Linked DNA regions of Gossypium arboreum: region 2 is linked to region 1. The links are chromatin contacts, called in public Hi-C maps. All regions are on one chromosome and are shown on one strand. The core of a region is the stretch at or near the end of the contact, and the rest is flanking DNA. Distances in the headings are between cores, read along the strand shown.

Region 1 (3,094 bases), core at 172-2,671:
TAATTTTGAGATATTAAATCCTTTCTATATATTTTATTTAAAAATTTTGATGCTTTTACGAACTTCCATCTAACTTTGCCTTTAGTTGTAGGCATGACAATCATGAAAAATAAGGCAAAGATAACTTTTATAGCTTATAGTTTTTTTTTTATCAATTTAACCCTATTATTTAAAAATACATAATATTGTAAAACAAATGAATGATAAATATTTGTTTTATATTTTCAATAAATATATTTTTCTATAATATTAAAATTACTGAATAATTAGAAACTCATTCAAAATAAAAATTTTAAAATAAAAAGTTATGCCTTTCAATTCAGGCCACCTGTTGGTATTCATGTCACTGGTTACTAAATTTTAAGGATGTTAATGGTTTGTTGTTACTACCAATCCCTTTATGGTTGTTGATTAGCATAATATTCTTCTATTGTTATGTAAATGTCATATAATTTATGAGGTAGACAGAAACTAGTAATTACCATTGGTTTTTGCTTCTCCAAATGTAAAAGACCATAACATCATTCCATGGGTTATAGGTTAATGTAGTTTGCAAAGAGAATTATGTAGTATATAACCATATATGCCTTAACTCTTCTTTTTATTTAATCTTTTAGCAATCAAATGGGTGGCTATTGGAAGAGAAACCTCATTTGACAAAATTCAAAGGTAATAATTTTATTATGGAAATTTATTTAGTGTATTTGTGGGGATTGTATTAGCCTTAAGAATCAATTTAGTTATGTGATTTTTAATTGGGTTCACGAGTTGACTAGAGTAGTTTTATTTTCTGCTCATCTGCATATTTGAGATTCAGTTCCACATTTTACAAATGATGGATATTAGGATGGGCGTATGGGTGTAAGGGGAGGGCCTGGTGGTCTGGGTTAGTTTTATTGTCCATTTTTCGCTGGCTACTCTCTTGTGCTTTCTTTAATCAATGATATTGCCATTTACTTCAAATTATATATATTATAACTAAATTAAATGATTTTTTTAATTTTAAATATTTTTAATATTTCATAATTTTATAAAATATAATTTTTAATTGAAAATATGTAAAAGATATTTCTTAATTTTTTTAGAATGTTTTATGTATTTTTAAAATTAAGGGCCAAATCGATAAACGAATATAAAATGTTTTAAGTACTATAAAAGTTTTTCAACAGCAAAATTGGATGGAAGGAGCAAGAATTTTAAATCAATGAAAATATCAAAAAAAATATCTCAAGGATTAAATTTTAAATTGTGAAAGAATATAGGACTTTTGACAAATTTAAACCTTTAAAAGAATCAACTTAGCTCGATGAAACCGTATAATTAGAGAATAAACAATTCACAAGTCTCACTCACTGGACTCCTAAAATTTCACTTGTACTAATACCCGTCCTCCCTCGATCAAACGGCGCCTCTTTACTGAATCACTCAATCAAAACCCACAGTCAAAGTGGAAAACATGACAGTATGTAACGCTAGCATATACACAAAAAATATTAAATAGAGAAAAAGAAGCTTGCATTATTGAGAGAGAATTCTATTTTCCCTGCTCAGTCATTTCAATCCTTTTAAGAAAAAAAAAAAATTCCTAAAAATCCAAAATTCTCCTTCGCAAAGAGAAAAAGATAGGAATATATATTTCTTCTCAGGAAGAGGGAGAAAATTTGGGTGTCTGTTGTTTGTTTTTCTTTGGGTTATTGTCAATGGTTGAATTATAGAAATCGAAACAAATATTTCAAATTTTACCCCTTTCGAGTTTAACAAGGAAGAGAGAACAAAAATAGCTAACTCAAGATGCGATCTTCAATTTGATTTTGGGAGTGTGGTTGAATCTAGGCCGTTTGGTTTTCAATTTTCGTGATTGATTATTAGACAGTGAAATTACAGGCAGAAAGGCAAACCCAAAAAAAGAAAGAGAGAGAAATGCACGGAGGCGATGAGGTGGTCGCAGCTCTGGCAGGACCGCCACAACCGTTGGATTGGAAATTCTCTCAGGTTTTTGGTGAAAGAACCGCTGGAGAAGAAGTTCAAGAAGGTAAACTATTATTGTTTCTGGATCCAATCGGTAATTTGTAGGTCTTTTTAGAACTAGGGTTTATTTTGGTGCTTTGGATCTATTTGGGATCATGGGATATTGAGTAATTATTGTTTAGGTTAATGGGTATGAGAAATTGTGACTTTTTTTTTTTTGTAAGGTTTTTGCTTTCTTTTGGTTCCAAATAATTCTTGGAATAATATCTGGGTATTTTGTTAGAAATAAGATAGTGTGGAAGTGAAGATGGTGAAGTTAGTGATGGTGCATGCACAAAAAGTTGTGCCTTCTTTGTGTGTTTCTGGTAATCGTTTTGATTTTAATAATTTATGTACTTTTCTTCTGGTTTTGGGATTTTAGTGCATGGCAATTGATTAACAGTTTTGAGATTTGAATTGAAATTGGAATCTGGGTATTATCACTTTGTTAAGATGGAGATAGACAATGTTTCATGAGTTTATGGCACAAATCATAACTCATGGATGAATGACAGCATTGATGTGCCACGGGTATACCATTTATATGATGGGGGTTCAGATTCCTAGCTTTATTTGGTGGTGGTTTATTTCTAATATGAATCGGTTATGTTATGGTATGGTAAACTTCTTAGTAAGTGGGACAGTCAGAAAATGGGTTAGATTATGAGTTGATTGATGCAAGATTGTGTGCTGCTCCTAGGAAAGAAATAATTCTGTGATTGGTAGATATTTGGCTGTTTAGATACTACTTCAAATTTTTATTGATCAATTTAGTACTCAATACTGAAACTTGGCTTAACAATTTGAATTCAATCCTGTGTAAGTATAATGTGGGTAAACTTTGAAGCATGCTACTGAAACAGATGACTAGTGGCCTTAGGTTTTCAGAAACATCAAAGTATGCATGGTAATAGTTCGGGTTGGATTAGTGAGATATGGATAGCTTTCAGAAACATTTCTGTTGACTCTGGTTGAATTGATAACTATTTTCTATATGCAATAACTCAAGCATAGCTAATCATTGCAAAATTCTATTTTGAGTTCTGGAGAGGCAATTAATCATAGTCTCTGGCTAGGATTTTTTTCT
Region 2 (3,094 bases), core at 300-2,799, 630 kb before region 1:
TAGGACCTCCTTGAGACTCGAATAACCTTTCTGCTTTCATCATATTCACAATCATTTTTGTAAATCTTCGCATTTGAGCCTTCATCATATCAATTTTGTAAGTATAAAATAAAAAATCCAGAACAGAAAGAGGGGAAAACTTATCAAATTTATGATAGATATATATATATATATATATATATATATATATATCTCAAAAGATTAAACTAGAAAAGAAAATTAAATGAATAAAACGAAAAACATTAGATGGAGTAGTGGAAATTGGCTAACCTTGAAAGGCCCATTGTTTGTTCTGAAATTGATACCGGGAATGTACTTGAGCCACACAGGAAAACCTCTGAAAAATAAAATAAAAACCATTGCTTGAGCTACACTTCATTGCGAATTCCTTCAGATTTTTGGAAAATAAAACCATTTTAGCATTACCCAAAGTTCCACTCAGCACAGACATAAGGACCAATCCTCAGGTGAACATAGAGGCCTGCTTGCTTCACCAGCTTAATAAATTTGACCAAATCGTAGTTGCCTTCGAAATAATACTGAAGTAACAAAAAAAAGAAGTAATTTTCAGAAAATTTTATGCCATTAGCTCTATAAACCAAGGGAAAAGCTTCTTCTTTTGTTTTTTTAATGTTGCTTTTTCGTTACTTTGCCAGGAGCAGGCTCATGGCCATTCCAAAAAACATATGTCTGGATCACATCCAGCCCTCCTTCTTTAGCTTTCTGTATGAGATCTGGCCACATCTGTTTAGAAAAAAAAAAGAACTAAGTTCAAAAGCATCTTCTTAAGAATCAAACACTTACAACATACTACATTAACAAAATGAAATACGTGTATGCAACAATGCATACAGAGAGAAGAAACTTTAGAGCCTTAGATACACCCAGATGAAGAAATGCATCAAAATGCTAAAACTTGGGAGTTTTGAGGCAATAAAAGAGACCAAAGAAGTAGATTTTGTAGCAAAAAAAAAAAGGGAGTAAAAGGTTCACCTCAGGTGAGCTTCTTGGGTAGTGAATGGATCCAGAAATGAGGATCCTTCTTTGGCCATTAATGGTGATAGCTTTACTGTCATAGGAAACAGTAGAAGAAACTGAACAAACCCAGGAAGCTAACAGAACAACCAACCAATAATTCCACATTACAGGAAACTTGGAGTTTGAATCCATGGCCAAAAAAATTGAACAACTGACCCTTTTGCTTACACAAAGCAATGCCCTTTTTTTTGGGCCTTAGTTACACTTTATTTTATTCCCTCCAATCTAGAATGATTGAAGATGAAAGAGACGGAAAGAAAAGAAAAAGAAGAGAAAAGAGGGACAACATAAACAAAACAGCTAGCTCCTAGCTGGTTTAAAGTATTGGATTTTGTCCAATTAAGGATCTTTCTTTTTTTTTTTTTTTTTCTCTCTTACATGAGAGACTTAACACATTGCAATGAGTGAAGAGCAAAATAAGGCTAAAGGCACACACATTATAGTGGGTTTCCTTTCTTTTCTTTTCTTTAGATTTGAAGATGCGATGACAGAGCTTCGATTTTAGCAAATGACGAAAGTGTTGGGCAGCTGCATATTATAAATATAGAAGACATGGGCATGGGGGGGCAGAGTGGGACCCTTTTTTGAAGGCCTTTTGACCCCACGCTTCGGGCCTCACTTTTCACAATGGGCGGTGCTTTAGTACTGCCAAGGCATTTGTGTCCTTTTTCTTCTTTGGAAATTATTAGTGAAATGTGAGAAATGTAAAGCTCTGTTTTGCTTCGCTGTGCATAAAATCTGGCATTCTTTCTTTCTACACTTTTTTTATCCTAATTATTATGTTAGCATTCTTTTTTTTTTTCGAACACAAAGGCTGTTTAATTACAGTTCATGTTCACAATTAAGATATAGAAAATCAAAGAATGATTCTCAATCAAATTCAATTCATAAAAATTTAATAGTTGGTCGTTAAATACTTAAATTTTTGTTGATATGGTGTTAATCGTTATTGAATCAACTATCGTAATGAAAAAATTAAAAAGAATTTTAAATTTTTTAAATTATTAAAAGTTATGAATCTAAAATCAACTTTTGACAAATTAATATCCAAGTTTATTTGAATTTAAAGATCCATTTATTCAAGTTTATTTTAAATATTGTTTTTAAAATTATAAAATATCTGTAATTTTTAAAGAGAGAGAAATGGTGGTTTCTTAATTTTTCTTGTTATCTCACAATAACTAAATCTCAATTTCTTTTTATCTCACAAACAACATCAAAGAAAAGAGAGATTTACCTGTTATAAAATAACAAGAAAAACAAGTAATTTGTAACACCTTACATTCATTCTCAAAGACAATTGGATATAGAGTGCCATATACATCGCAGCAGTGACTTAAAATGAACATACAAACAACATATAAATACAACTACGAATTTAAAACACGTTAATCAATGCGTTGACAGTTTATGTATCAATATGCGGCCACGTTACAATTACTAGGCTAAAATATCAAAATACAATGCCATGTCTCGAGACATGCCACCATTGTTCTAGGATTTCGACTTTAATGTTTTATGTCTTGAGATATTGTATCCATGTCTCAAGACATGCACATACAATTTTACTCTTCTTGTCTCGAGACATGTTCTTGTCTCATGGCAAGAACTCAAAAAATGCAAAAAATGACATTCAAATCATGCAATCATGTGTCTAGTCATTACTAAACATATCAAACATAATTCCGAAAGTTATGCAAACAAACTTGGTATATCAAAACAAATTTAAAACATGAAATTTCATAATCTAAAACACACCAAATAAAAAATGTAACCATGCAAGTAAAATGAAAAGCTAAAACATATTGCATGCTATTAATTTCTTCAACATAAAGTTAATATATGAATGTCTAAAGTTACCATATAGTACTAGCACGTTTCAAAACCTCAAAATAACAAAAATCAACATCAAGTCCACAATAGGGTAATCAAATACCATAACTCAAAATCGTAGTACACGCCATACACTACTAAAAAACATAAAAGACTTTACGAACAATAATTACGCAACAAAACAAAAATTTGGGCACAAAACAAAACAAAAATTTAGTACTTG

Evidence for each region. Hi-C and Micro-C count contacts between places; a contact is called where the count stands out from the background.
Region 2: a contact with region 1 is called in a Hi-C map of leaf, with 2.7 times the contacts expected there. The contact joins the promoter of LOC108467226 here to the promoter of LOC108467089 in region 1. A contact is called at or near these places in 2 of 5 Hi-C or Micro-C datasets (both in leaf).

The regions. Positions count from the first base shown.
Region 1 is chr2:28,995,605-28,998,698 of ASM2569848v2, reverse strand. It overlaps LOC108467089 (serine/threonine protein phosphatase 2A 55 kDa regulatory subunit B beta isoform-like), which reads left to right and starts at 1,421. Exons shown (of 14, transcript XM_017767591.2): 1 at 1,421-2,032. The coding sequence starts at 1,921.
Region 2 is chr2:29,623,986-29,627,079 of ASM2569848v2, reverse strand. LOC108467226 (beta-galactosidase 1-like) reads right to left here and starts at 1,549. Exons shown (of 19, transcript XM_017767812.2): 1 at 994-1,549; 2 at 649-744; 3 at 427-539; 4 at 271-337; 5 at 1-79. The coding sequence starts at 1,170.